2 separate regions of the Ovis aries genome follow, and region 1 is linked to region 2. A link is a contact called in public Hi-C data. All regions are on one chromosome and are shown on one strand. The core of a region is the stretch at or near the end of the contact, and the rest is flanking DNA. Distances in the headings are between cores, read along the strand shown.

What was found. A called contact is a pair of places that touch in the nucleus more often than the background predicts.
Region 1: a contact with region 2 is called in a Hi-C map of retroperitoneal adipose tissue, with 2.0 times the contacts expected there. The contact joins two enhancer-like sites. A contact is called at or near these places in 4 of 16 Hi-C or Micro-C datasets (muscle, retroperitoneal adipose tissue, skin fibroblasts and 1 more).

What each region holds. Positions count from the first base shown.
Region 1 is chr16:59,260,908-59,267,147 of ARS-UI_Ramb_v3.0, forward strand. No RefSeq gene overlaps it. Among named protein-coding and RNA genes, the nearest start is that of DNAH5, 48 kb to the right of the region's middle. Within about 2 kb of position 2,849, at least 7 of the 54 cell types and tissues checked have an H3K27ac peak or open chromatin away from gene starts, as enhancers often do.
Region 2 is chr16:59,031,712-59,038,799 of ARS-UI_Ramb_v3.0, forward strand. It overlaps TRIO (trio Rho guanine nucleotide exchange factor), which reads right to left. Exons shown (of 57, transcript XM_060400268.1): 2 at 3,215-3,289. Among named protein-coding and RNA genes, the nearest start is that of TRIO, 120 kb to the right of the region's middle. Within about 2 kb of position 4,145, at least 32 of the 54 cell types and tissues checked have an H3K27ac peak or open chromatin away from gene starts, as enhancers often do.

The sequences.
Region 1 (6,240 bases), core at 1,599-4,098, 230 kb after region 2:
GTAAAACAGCTCAAAAGACATGGATCAGAATATTGGCTATAGCTCTTGAGGAGGTCCTTGACTGCTTAAGGACTATTATTGTTTTGTCTTGCTTGACTGTTTTCTTTTCTTTCTGCATTTTCTTGCTTCTCTGATTAACTGTATTCTTTGACTAGAGTTTTTCTACAAAGGGCAGGCAGAGGACGCAGGGGTTGGGGGGGGGGCGGTGGGGGTGGGGATTGTTCTGGGAAAGCCCCATGGGGCGGTTGCGGAATTCGTGGGATGGTTGCACAACAGCAAACCACACGCTGTAAAATGGTAAATTTTACGTTATGTGTATTTTACCACAATGAAAAGAGTCCATAACAAATTTGGACTACAATAGGGAGATAATTTTTCCGGAAATATCAACATCTAGGTCCTTCCAGTGACCTTTTCTTACTCCTGGTCACCCTACACTCTTTTTTCTTTTTCTTTGGAGAAATATTTAGCTTTCTTCCATGTAATAACTCAGTACACAAACAGCCCACAGGCACCCTTTGCTGACTTGAGAACAAGGGTGTGGCTTATCCCAGTAATGCTTGGCTTTTTCTTGTCTGTCTTGAGCAGATTTGTCGAAGCTTTAGAGAGAAGCAGGCTTTCTGCCGATACCTGAGGCTTTCTCGGAACCACAGGGTTCAGCTTTAAAACGCCCTGTGAGCCTCCTCGCTCACTTTTCCTCAAGGGCAGAATTCTATGAGCTCTTTCTGGAGTCAGTATCAACCTCCACCGCAATCTTTTCTCCAACCTAGAGGGTTTCCTTGGCAACCAAGTGAATAGTCAGTCACTCACTTCTTACTAACGCTTGTTCAGTTTTGAACAGTTTGTCTTACTTGAAAAGAAACTGCAGAAACTGCACTTTTGTTGTTGCTATTAAAAAAACAACAACAAAAAACCTGGGTTCCTGCCAGGCTTTTAAAGGGTCCATCCAAATTTCGCCTCTGAATGCCTGAACACACGGTTAAGAGCCACACCAGCTGTACCAGCCTTTATATTTGTTGCTGTTGTTCAGTGGCCAAGTCCTGTCCAGTTCTTTGTGACTCCATGGACTGCAGCACGCTAGGCTTGCCTGTCCTTCACCATCTCCCAGGTTTTACATAGAATCGCTCACTTCATCTGTGTGACAATCCAGGACAGAGGTATAATTATTATTCTGATTTTACAGATGAGGAAATGGAAGCACGAGGTCAAGTACTTTGCCAGAGGTCAACAGGCAGTACCATTTTTAGACTATATTGTAGACTAATTTCTTCAAGCCTGTATGGGATCCTTGTATTTACCAGAGGAGCCTCAGTGCAGAGGGTGGACTCTTAGTGATGGAGTAGCAGTCACTGTTGGAAAAAATCCCTGATGCTGGGAAAGACAAAAGGGAAAAGGAGAAGAAAGTGGCAGAGGATGAGATGGTTTGATAGCATCATCGACTCGATGGACATGAGCTTGAGCAAACTCCACGAGATAGTGAAGAAAAGGAGAGCCTGGCGTGCTGCAGTCCATGGGGTCACAGAGTTGGGCGTGATTTAGTGACTTAACAACAACCACAATAGCAGGCAATGTTGCAGGTTCAGTAGTCAGTTCAGTTGCTCAGGCATGTCTGACACTTTGTGACCTCGTGGACTACAGCACGCCAGGCCTCCCTGTCCATCACCAACTTCCAGACCTTGCTCAAACGCATGTCCATAGAGACGGTGATGCCTTCTAACCATCTCATCCTCTGCTGCCCCCTTCTCCTTCTGCCTTCAATCTTTCCCAGCATCAGGGTCTTTTCCAATGAGTCAGTTCTTTGCATCAGGTGGTCAAAGTATTGCAGCTTCAGCTTCAACATCAGTCCTTTCAAAGAATATTCAGGGCTGATTTCTTTTAGGATTGACTGATTTGATCTCCTTGCAGTCCAAGGGACTCTAAAAGAGTCTTCTCCAACACCACCGTTCGAAAGCATCAATTCTTTGGCACTCAACCTTCTTTACGGTCCAACTCTCACATTCATATGTGACTATTGGAAAAACCATAGCTTTGACTAGATGGACCTTTGTTGGCAAAGTAGTGTCTCTGCTTTTTAATATGCTGTGTAGGTTGGTCATAGCTTTTCTTTCAAGAAGCAAGCGTCTTTTAATTTCATGGCTGCAGTCACCATCTGCAGTGATTTTGGAGCCCAAGAAAATAAGTTTCTCACTGTTTCTAGTGTTTCCCCATCTGTTTGCCATGAAGTGATGGGACCAGATGCCATGAACTTTGTCTTTTGAATGCTGGGTTTTAAGCCAGCTTTTTCCCTCTCCTCTTTCACTTTCATCAACAGGCTCTTTAGTTCCTCTTTGCTTTCTGCCGTTAGGGTGGTGTCATCAGTTTATCTGAGGGTATTATTTCTCCGGCAATCTTGATTCCAGCTGTGCTTGTTCCAGTGTTGCAGGTTAGGGGAGAAATTTGGGGGAAGAGACCCCTTCAGCAAAACTCCTCAGAGCCTGCCATCTGGGCATACAGAAAACTGCAAGTAGAATGTCCCTGTTTTGACTGGCCTTGGCATATGACAGAGGGGTTTAAAAAGCACAGACTCTAGACTTCCCTGGCTGTCCAGTGGTGAAGACTCCACTCTTCAATGCATGAAGCATGGGTTCCATCCCTGATAGGGGAACTAAAATCCCATATACGGTGCAGAGCAGCCAGTAAAATAAAAAATTAAAAATAAACAGCAGACTCTGGGGTCAGGGAGAGCTGGGAACAAATCCTGCTTCAATCACTGAGTCACCGGGCGAATGACCACAGAGGTCCTTAGGCTGAGGCTGTCTGGGCCAAGAGGGAGTTTTTCTGAGGACACGCCTGCCTGGACAGAATTTTGGATCTGACGAGGGTTTCTCAACCTTGGCCCTGTTGACAGAACTCTCTGTGGTGAAGGGCTGTCCTGCACGCTGTAGGGTGTGGACGAGTACACCTGTCCTGCACTAGAGGCCGATTGTGACAAGCAAAAGTGTCTGTAGCCGAGGCCGGCTGTCCCCTAGGGAGGTGGGCGAGGTCATCTCCCCTCTAGATCAGATGACCTAAAGCTTCTTCCCGTTCAGATAATATTTTGGGATTTTATCTCAGGCTGCTCCCCCCAGGTGGCACTAGTGGTAAAGAATCCGCCTGCCAATGCAGGAGATGAGAGACAGAGGTTCGATCCCTGGGTCAGGAAGATCCCCTGGAGAAGGAAATGACAACCCTACTCTGGTATTCTTGCCTGGAGAATCCCACGGACTGCAGCCGGTTGCAAAGAGTTGGAGATGATGGAATCGACTTAGCATGTACACACATACGCACACAGGTCATCAACACACAGAGCTGTTCTGTAAAACATCACCCCATTCACACAGTGGGATCAGAATTCAGACTTATCAGCCAACCAGATTGCTGGAATTTGTCTTTTCTTCTCCGTGGGAACAAACTGCAGGACAGGCTTGTTCCTTTTCAGGCCACTCAAGCTAATTCTGTTTTTTTTTTTTTTTCTGGTTAAAAACAAAAGCTTATTTTGAGTAACTTTCTCAGTTACCCCAAAGTTCACAGTTCCCACCAGGATTCTCCCTGCCTCCATGGTTTCTCCCCTCACCCTCCTTCCCTCTGAGAAATCCTCAAGGCAGGGAGAAGCTTCTGGAACACTGGGGCATCTGTGGCAGATGGCTGGTCCTCTGAACTGGCCTGGGGAGATATGTGTCTTGGGGGGGACCTCATGGTATTCTTGTGTGTGTGCTGATGGCCCCCTCTCTGTGGCCTGGGCACCTGGCCACAGGCTCCTCTTGTCTCTTAGCTCTGGGCTGTCACCCCTGGCCTTCTGCATCCCCTTGTTCCAGTCCAGATGACCCCTGGCAGGCACGATGACAGAATTTTCAGTTACCGCCTGGCCTCTTCAGGGCTATGGGAATGTCTCTGGCTGGCCACTGTGCCAGGCGCAGTGTGGATGGCTGCCTCAGGCCATTCTCGCTCCAGCCCTGCCCTCTCACCATTCCTTGACCACAGCCCATTCCCTTCCCACCTCCTTCTTCCTACTCTGAGGCTGCCTCTTGCCTGGACTCTAGGAGAGGCGTGTGTTATAGTCCACCAGGCCTTTGGAGCCTCAGTCTTGCAAGTACTCTTCCAGAGAAAAATGGAAACACAGCCATCTCAGTATTCATCTTGCGCAATGATAATCTGGAAGTATTTCGAGTTGGCTTTATAACTCCCTCTAATGCGCCGCTCCAACCAATCCTGTGAGCCCACAGGGACCGCAATCCCCTAACTTTGCACCACTTACTGATCTCATTCCTTTCGAGCCCTCACTGTCCTGCATATCCAGCTAAACATCCGCCCTCATTTTGCTGTAAACACCTCAGCCCCCTCTCCTCTCCCATTTCATTGTACTTGGTTGATGTATGAGTCATGGTTCTCTAGAGAAGCAGAACCAACAGGCTGTGTGTTTATATAGAAAGAGGTTTATTTTAAGCAATTCACTCACATGATTGTAGAGACTGGCAGGTCCCAAATCGGCAGGGTGGCCTGGCTGTTATTTCAGTTTAAGTCCAAAGGCAGTCTGCAGGCAGAAATTCCTTCTTGCTTGCTTGGGAGAGGCCCATCTTCATGCTATTAAGGCTTTCAACTGATTAGATGAGGCCCACCTCCTTATGGAGGACAATCTGCTTTACCAAAGTCCACCAAATTAAATGGAAATCTCCACCCACCCCCAACCCAATACTCTCTCAGAGACATTCAGAATGATGTTTGGCCAAAAATCTGGGCACTGGAGCCCAGTCGCACTGACATATATAACTCCCTGTCACAGTTGGCTAAATCGCAGTCCTGGTGAAGCCCACTTGCTCTGTGTTCTGAGCCTGTGCCCACACAGCTGGTAGCAGCAGGGGCAGGAGATGGTCTCACTGGAAATGGGTGATCAGTAACTCTCAGAGAAGTGTGGGCATTGGACCGTATTTCCCTGGTTCAGTCACTCCCCCTACTCGTAAAGGACTATTCATATCTGTTCCCCATTCTCAGACTCTGTCTCAGAGAGAGGCCTCGGTGGATCCTCACCACTCCATCTGTCCACTGACAGGCTGCATCTGTGCTCTCACGTGCTCCGTCCCTCATTCTCCTGTGGGTGAAATGCCCTGGCTCCTGGCCAAGGCCAACCCCTGCCTCCTGTGATGGATGTCCTCTTTCTCCTCTGCTCGAGGTCATTCTCCAACAGTGTCTTTCTCTCTCTCCTGAGTCATCAGTTTTGTCTTTCTTCATTCATTCTCATTAGTACACACGCTTTTCTTGACCTCGTTTGGAGCCCCACTCTATTTCTCTCCTTTTTTACAGTACAGTTTCCATTTATGCTGTCTGTAATCTCACTCCCCCATTCTCTTCATTTTTTTTTTATTGTAGTAAAACACACACAAATGTACCACTGTAGCCATGTGAAATTGTATGATGCAGTGACATGAAGTGCGTTCACAGTGTGGTGTGACTGTCACTGGTCCAGTTCCAAAACTTTTCACCATTTCAAATGCAAATCTTGTACCCATGAAGCAGTCACTCCCCTTTCCCCTGCTTCCCCCAGATTCCCCCAGTCTCTGGTAACCACTAATATGCTTTCTGTCTCTACAGATTGTTCATGCTGGATAGTTCATATAACTGGAATCGTACAACATGTGGTCGCTCGTGACTGGTTTCTTTCAGTCATTGTGATGCTTCGAAGATTCATCTATGTTGGAGCATGTATCAGCGTGTCCTTCCTTTTTATGAGGGAATAGTACTCCACTCTGCAGATGCATCATGCTTTCTTTATCCACTCATCTGTGGAAGGACTCTTGTGTTGCTTCCTCCCACTCTTTGGGAGCCCTTTCTAACAGGCTCTACCCCCACCAGTCCACCCAAACTGCTCTCATCGAGATCGCCAATGATCCCCATGCTGCCATCTCTCATGGCTGATCTCAGTTGTCTTTGGACTTGAACTACCAGCAGCACTTGGGCTGCCAATCACTCTCTCTCCTCAAATCACTTCTTAACTCTGTTGGCAGCACATGCTTTTTCCAGATTTTCCTTCTTCCTCTCTGGAATGTTCTATCCTGTCTCCTCTACTCTCTCTCTCCTCTGTTCTATCTTCTTGATATTGGAATATGGCACCTGGAGCTCTTTTCTGTCAACTCTCACTAGCCCCATGGTTCTCAGTACTATTTGCATATGGATACTATTTGCATACCTCATTTTACTGCACTCTGAAGACACTAGAATTCTTTACAA
Region 2 (7,088 bases), core at 2,895-5,394:
CTGTGAGTTCTTTTAAGGCCCAAACCCTAATGGCATAGGAACATGCAGAGGCTGACATTATATATGCATGTAGGGTTGGCCAAAAAGTTCAGTCAGGTTTTTTCATCACAGCTTCTGGAAAAACCCTAACACATTTTTTGGCCAACCCAATATATACACATACATTAAATGTGCACACATGCAGGACATTGAAAGTGAAGTCGCCCAGTCATGTCCGACTCTTTGTGACCCCATGGACTGTAACCTATTAGGCTCCTCCGTCCATGGGAATTTCCAGGCAAGAATGCTGGAGTGGATTGCCATTTCCTTCTCCAGGGGATCTTCCCCACCCAGGAATCAAACCCAGGTCTCCCGCATTGCAGGCGGACGCTTTACCATCTGAGCCACGAGAGAAACCCCTGCAGGACATTAAATATATGTAATACACTAAATATGCAAGCTATAAATATACCTTATATACACACAACAGTAAATATAAACTACAAGACGCCTCTTTTACTGCCCCTCCTTCTGACTTCACCAGACGTTAGATGTGTCATTTAGTTCCCCCTCTGAATGGGGAAAACAGTTCTGTGCTATCTCACTTAAATGCAATGAGGACTACTTTTCCAGGTACCTGGAGGTGAGAATGAGGATCAGATATATTCGAGTTCAAGGCATCCATGCTGGCTTTTTAAGAGAGCTTGAGCTCACAGGCGTCTCAGAAAATCTCTGATCCTTTGGCCTGCTTTTTCAAAGCCCTGTTAGTTCTCTTTGATTTAATTTACTAAAAGTCATTCACATGGAGAGCTTTTACAAAGTTACCATAATATTAAATACCCCTGATGTCTTTTAAAACGGGGTTAGAGCAAAAAGAACATCAGAGGAGCGGTGGCGGAACCTGGGGTTGGGTACAGGGCTCTTTGGGGGCCGATGACAGTCTCTTTAGGATTAAGACGGTCAGTGGTGATAGTGCCACCATCTGTGAATACACTAAAATCTCCTGGACTGAACACTTTTAAAAGGTGGCTTTACGGTATGCAAATTATATCTTAAGAAAAAAAAGAATAAACAGGGGTAAAAAATGTTAAGAAGTTTATTTATTGAAATTTTTTCAAAACAAAAAATTCACCACATAAGTAATCAACTAATTTTCTATTTAATGATTTTTGTTTTCCCTTCCCAAATAAGATAACAGCAAGCTTAAGGCAACCAGCAAGGACCTCATGCTACTTTAACGGGCCAATTCTGGTCACAAATTAGGAATACTGCAGTGTGTGTGTTGTGCTAAGCCACTTCAGTCGTGTTAGACTCTCTGCAACCCTATGGACCGTGTAGCCTGCCAGACTCCTCTGTTCATGGGATTCTCCAGGCAAGAAAACTGGAGTGGGTTGCCATGCATCAAGAAGGGATTTTTCCCCCTCCCCTTTCACTTTTTTTTTTTTTTAAACCAAGTTTTTCCAACAATCAAAAGTATCTTCTTCACAGACTTAGAAAACTAATCTTTGGTAGCTGGCGGGGAAGGGATCGTTAGGGAGTTTGGGACGGTCATATACATACAGACTACTATATTTAAAATGGATAATCAGGGGTGGGAGGTGGGAGGGGGGGTTCAGGATTGGGAACTCATGTACACCCGTGGCTGATTCATGTCAATGTATGGCAAAACCAATACAGTATTGTAAAGCAAAATAAAGTAAAAATTAAAATTAAAAAAATAAAAAATAAAATGGATAATCAAACAGGACCTGCTGTACAGCACATGCAGCTCTTCTCAGGGTTAAGTGCCAGCCTGGATGCGGGGGCGTGGGGGCTGGCGGAGGATGGACACGTGTATGCATGGCTGAGTCCCTTCCCTGTTCACCTGAGACTATCACAGCATTGTTAATCGGCTAGACCCCAATACAAAATAAAGACTAAAAAGTTGAGAAAAAAACCCACTATCTTCCTCTTTTCATGAACCTCTTACTTTTCTATTAACTTTTCAAAGTCACTTTGAATTAGATTTACTTCAGCAAAATCGTCAAACTGTGTTCAACAGGGCCCAAGAAACACTATGAGACAGAAAGCAAGATAACATTGGCAAAACCACCACAGGAAGCTGCGTCCTAAATACATAACCGTCCCACACGCTTAAAGGACACACAGAACATATCAAAGCAGCTAGCTGTGTTACAAATTTTAAATAAAATGTGTTCAAGAGGAGACATCAGATCAGTAGCGTGTGCCTGTTGAGAAAGATAAAAATTTATCAAGGGAAACACATCCAGAAAGACTGTCTAAAAGCACGTGACAATCTACAGATTTATTTGATACTTCCTGCTCAAACACAGCAGAAAACTCCTGCAAACCTCTCTTTTCTAGCAAGTGAGTTGGTGCTTGTCATTGTTCAGTCACTCATTTGTGTCCGATTCTTTGTGACCCCACGGACTGCAGCACACCAGGCTTTCCTGTCCACCATCTCCTGGAGCTTGCTCAAACTCATATCCATTGAGTCAGCAATGCCATCCAACCATCTCATCTACTGTCGTCCCCTTCTTCTCCTGCCTTCAATCTTTCCAAGCCTCAGGGTCTTTTCCCAAAGAGTGGGCTCTTCGCATCAGGTGGCCAAAGTATTAGAAAAAGGTATAATACCCAACGACTGTTCTGTGCAGGTAGGAGGGAGCCTCTGGGCAGACGGCCCAAAAGCAGACCCTCTACGTGCAGAGGAAGGGCAGGTGAGTGCCCCAGAGCCTGGCACACTAATCCAGAGTCTGTCTTCACACTGCAGGAGGGCCAGGAGCCCCCAAAACCAAGGTCTACTGTTCAGTAGGGGACCACTGGCAGGGAACACAAGGGCTTTCCTGGAATTCCAGGACCGGGAAGAAAGGCGGGAATTCTGGACACCTCTAGATCTGGTCACATTCCCACCACCTTCGCTGAGATGATAGACCTTAAAAAATCAGTTCTTTTACTTAACTGACTGGGGAAGGTAGTCAAAATGTGAATGACAGACACGAACGTGTCATAATCACCAACGCTATCTGACCAACAATGTGCCTGCCAGCTAGAAGAAAATGCTTTGGGCACCAAATTCTTAGGCCAACGCTACAAGAATAGAGCAGTTAAAAATCCACTGAAATGCCAATGCTGTTATGTTATGATGGGTGAGTTAGCTTATAGTTTAGTATTTTGGACTCTGACATTGTATCAAGGTACAAGGAACAATAAAGCAGATTAGAAAGTTAAACTTTACCTGAAAGGTATGCAACTTTTTCCTTTAAAATTGGCAAAACATCCATAGCTTTCATTTCATCGTTTTTTCGAAACCCTGAAAGACAAAGGAGAAAATATAATGACTGGGTTGCTTGAGTGTCATTTAATTTCTGAACCACCCTTATCTCCAATGCCAACACAGCTGCTTTCTTTACACCCATGAAGTTAACTTTTTATTCTGTGAAGGAAAGTCTCTGATCCTTCTCCTTTAATGAGGAAGAGCAACTTGCAGACGCAGACCCAGAGGCTCCCAGACCAAGCAGGCTCTTTAGGTCATTTCCAGCCTTAAATAAAGAATCAGTCCCCGAAAGACTAGATGTGAGAGTAGTCCAGATTGTTTCACAAATCTTCCCCTTGTAATGCCATGATTAACATAAACACTAGCAAAGAAAGTAGCAACATTGTTTTTAAAAAACAACTATGAGTCATGGCACGCTAAATCCTCTAGGGGGAGCTCAAAGCCACATCCTATCTGTGAATCTGGTTAAAAATAAAAGTGGCAGGGAGGAGAGCAGGGATTATAAATAGCTGGGGACCGGCCACGGCTCCCTCTCGGCTCTGTCCTTCCGGGTTTTCTGGGTCATGCCCCCCTGGAGGAACGTCACTGGCCAATGTGGCAAGATGGTCTGGTGTCACCTGCCTCACAGGGTGACACCAGGCCCCTCTTCTCACATCAAACCAACTCTCCCCACGCCCCCAACGTCGGCGAAGGCCAAGTGGAAATACTCTGGCCAGGAAGCACAGTTTAGGACAAGCCAATGTCCATCTAAGCCAAGGGAAGCCTGGCAGCCCCAACATGCCTGGCCGAAACTCGCCAGGGTGGCTGCCCACACGGGAGTTTGGGGTCAAGATGTTCACACGTGTAATAATGTCTCGGGATTTTACTCTTGGAGGTCTCTACAGGGGTCGTCTGGGTTCAAGATATTGGCTATTCTCATCAAAGCAGTGACTGTGGGAGGTTCAAGAGGGAGAGGACATACACCTAATGCCGATTCACGTTGGCTGACTTACGGCAGAGACCACCATAATACTGAGGAGCAACTATCCTACGGTTAAAGATAAATAAACTTACATCTAAAAAAAAATTTTTTTTAACCCAGTAATTGTCATTCATGGCAGAGGAATCTCTTGAAAAAAATTAAAGACTACTGCCCCAACCCTATCTTCCTGTCTGTTTTTGTCAAAACTGTACAAGGAATGGATCCACACTGTGAGCTGGTAATAGCCAATGGAAGGCACAGACCTGAAGGCCGAGAGAGAAAAAACGCTCTCGGTAAGTGATCAGAGTTTCCATGTCTCATGTGCCTGAGGGGTTCCTACAGACCAGCCCTGCCACAGGGCTGAAACCTGTAAAAATCGCCTGTCTCAAGGCACAGACAGGAGAGGGATCAAAAGCAGGAAAGAGGAAGTCCCTTTGTAAGGACTTCAGGGCAGGGCCCGGCCTAAGCCACTTGGAGCTGCTGAAACAAGTCAGGACACAGCTCAGGGCGACCTCGGGAGCTCCAACCAAGAGGGCGAAACCGTGAGCAGCAGAAGGGGAGCCTCAAAGTGTGTGGATAAACTTGGCCCAAACCTCTGAGTCTGCAGGTTTAGGGCAAGCTCCCTGCAGCCTCGGCTCCCAGCTCAGGATAAGGACCAGGACCTGACTCGAGGCTGGAGTCCAGCCTACTGAAACAAGCATACAAACAGCAACCACACCGGCCCCTTTGGGAGAACAGGATCTAGTCTCTACAACATATCATTCCCAGAAGCAAAGATTGCATAGATCAGTAACAACCCTGTCCACAGAATACCCATGTAGGAAGAACCCAGTTTAACAGGATGCAACTAGTCGCAAAGAGTCCGACCCAACTCAGCAACTCAACAGCAACAAAATCATGGAAGTTGAAATGTCCAAGGGCTTAGCACACTACCCAGCTGGCTGAGAAAGGGCTCTCTCGACACAGAACCCAGGCCTCCACATCGCCAGCCTCTTTTGCTTTCCAGTATACTCCGCCTTGCGCTGGCAACCCACCAAGCTTTTAAAACAGGGGCTATTTATAAAAGGCAAGACAGGAGCCAAGCGGTCTGCAATTTCATCCTTAAGCTTCCTTCAAAAACCCTTGAATGGACGCAATGTCGTCTCAGAAGTTCATTGCCCGTCATTGGGTGGTTCACTGTGTGTCCACAAAGACTGAGGACATCCCAGTTGCAGCTGATATGAACATGGATGGCAGCGGGGGAGGCAAATACAAAGAGGAATCGGGCACCACGGCAGCCTTCTTGGAGACGAGCTCATAAGTACCTGGAGGGCAGGGTGTGGGATGGAAAGTTCTGTAAGCTGCACGTGGCACCCACGTGGCAAGGAGGAGCAGATCAGATGACAGGATGCTCAGAGGGAGCAAGCCGTAGCTGCGGATCCTCACCCACGGGGATTTGAAAAGAGGATCCCCTTCCACCGCCACCAGATAAGAAAACGCTGCTTCCGGCCGTTCCCTCAACAGCCTGTGCCCGCAGGCGCCCCGGCCAGGGCAGGGCGGAGCCTTCAGGGAGATGCCACCTCCACGGCTGTCCTGGACTCCACACCACAGCAGCAGGCACTGCCTATCACACAACCCTCAGCAAGAGGAAGGTCCCGATTCCTGGGCAGGGACCCCAGGAGAGGCCGGCATCCTTGACAATTCCCGCCAACTCTGGGCTACACTATTTATTAACGACCTTGATGGCAAGAATGATGCTAATTAGAACTGGCATGTTCCTGACCGCCCCACAGGAAGACGATCGTACTGATAGGAAAACGAAGTGGAGGAAACGAGACAGCCTTCACCTGCCATGCCCCACTGTAAGCCACAGACTGACTCCTGTGGGTCCTCAGTGTCTTCAGAGTAGCTACTCTAGCCAACCAGTTCCTGAATCGCCTCCCTAGATTAAGTAAGATTCACCGTTTTTCCAGAAGAAGAAAGACACGTGAGTCAAGGGCTAAACTGGTGTGGAAATGCATTTAACTTTTATCATGACATCTGTACATGTCCCAACATAGACTAGAATGTAAATTCTAAATAGTTTCACTGCAATATTTTTGTTGAATATGCCACAGAAGAAGAAATGTTACTGTTATTAAAATTGACAATGAAAACATCTAAAACAGAAAAGAGAAAAACGAAACAAAACAAAAAAGAGAACCATAAAACTAACCACACAAAGACACCGAGTTTGTGGCTATTATTAGGCGGTCACCTAAGCATCATGTTTAACCCGGTTTCCATTTTTAAAAACAGGCAAAAGACGGAGGCAGCCTGTACACACACTGAAGCCAGATTAAATATATCATGTAACTTTCAATGAAAAGCAGGAAGAACTCAGCCATGAAGCATCCTCAGATCAAAAGGCAGATTCAGTTCCAGGCCCTGAAGAGCTATTTATGAAAATGGAGTGCATGACTACAAAAAACTTACAAATAAATGCCTTCTGGGTTATTCCAGTGATTCCAGACTACACTACAGATAGGATAACTCCTACTGCCTGGCTTCCTGATGCATAAAAGGACCAAGCTGTGGCTCTTAAGCTTGTGGGACAAAGGATACACCCAGCAACCATGCTGGAAGCACACGTCTGTCCTTCCACACTCTCAGCGTTCTGGGGAAAGGACAGGTGAATGCCATCTTAGAGTGACAACTGCGAGACCCCAGACCATACCAGTGCCACAGACCACGTAACTCAGCACTTTACTTCCAAGGGCCACCAAACTTCACAGAGAGAATTTCAGGATATCAGTCCTGAATATTCACTGGAAGGACTGATAATGAAGCTGAAATTCCAATCCTCTGGCCACCTCAGGCGAAGAGCTGACTCATTGGAAAAGACCCTGATGCTGG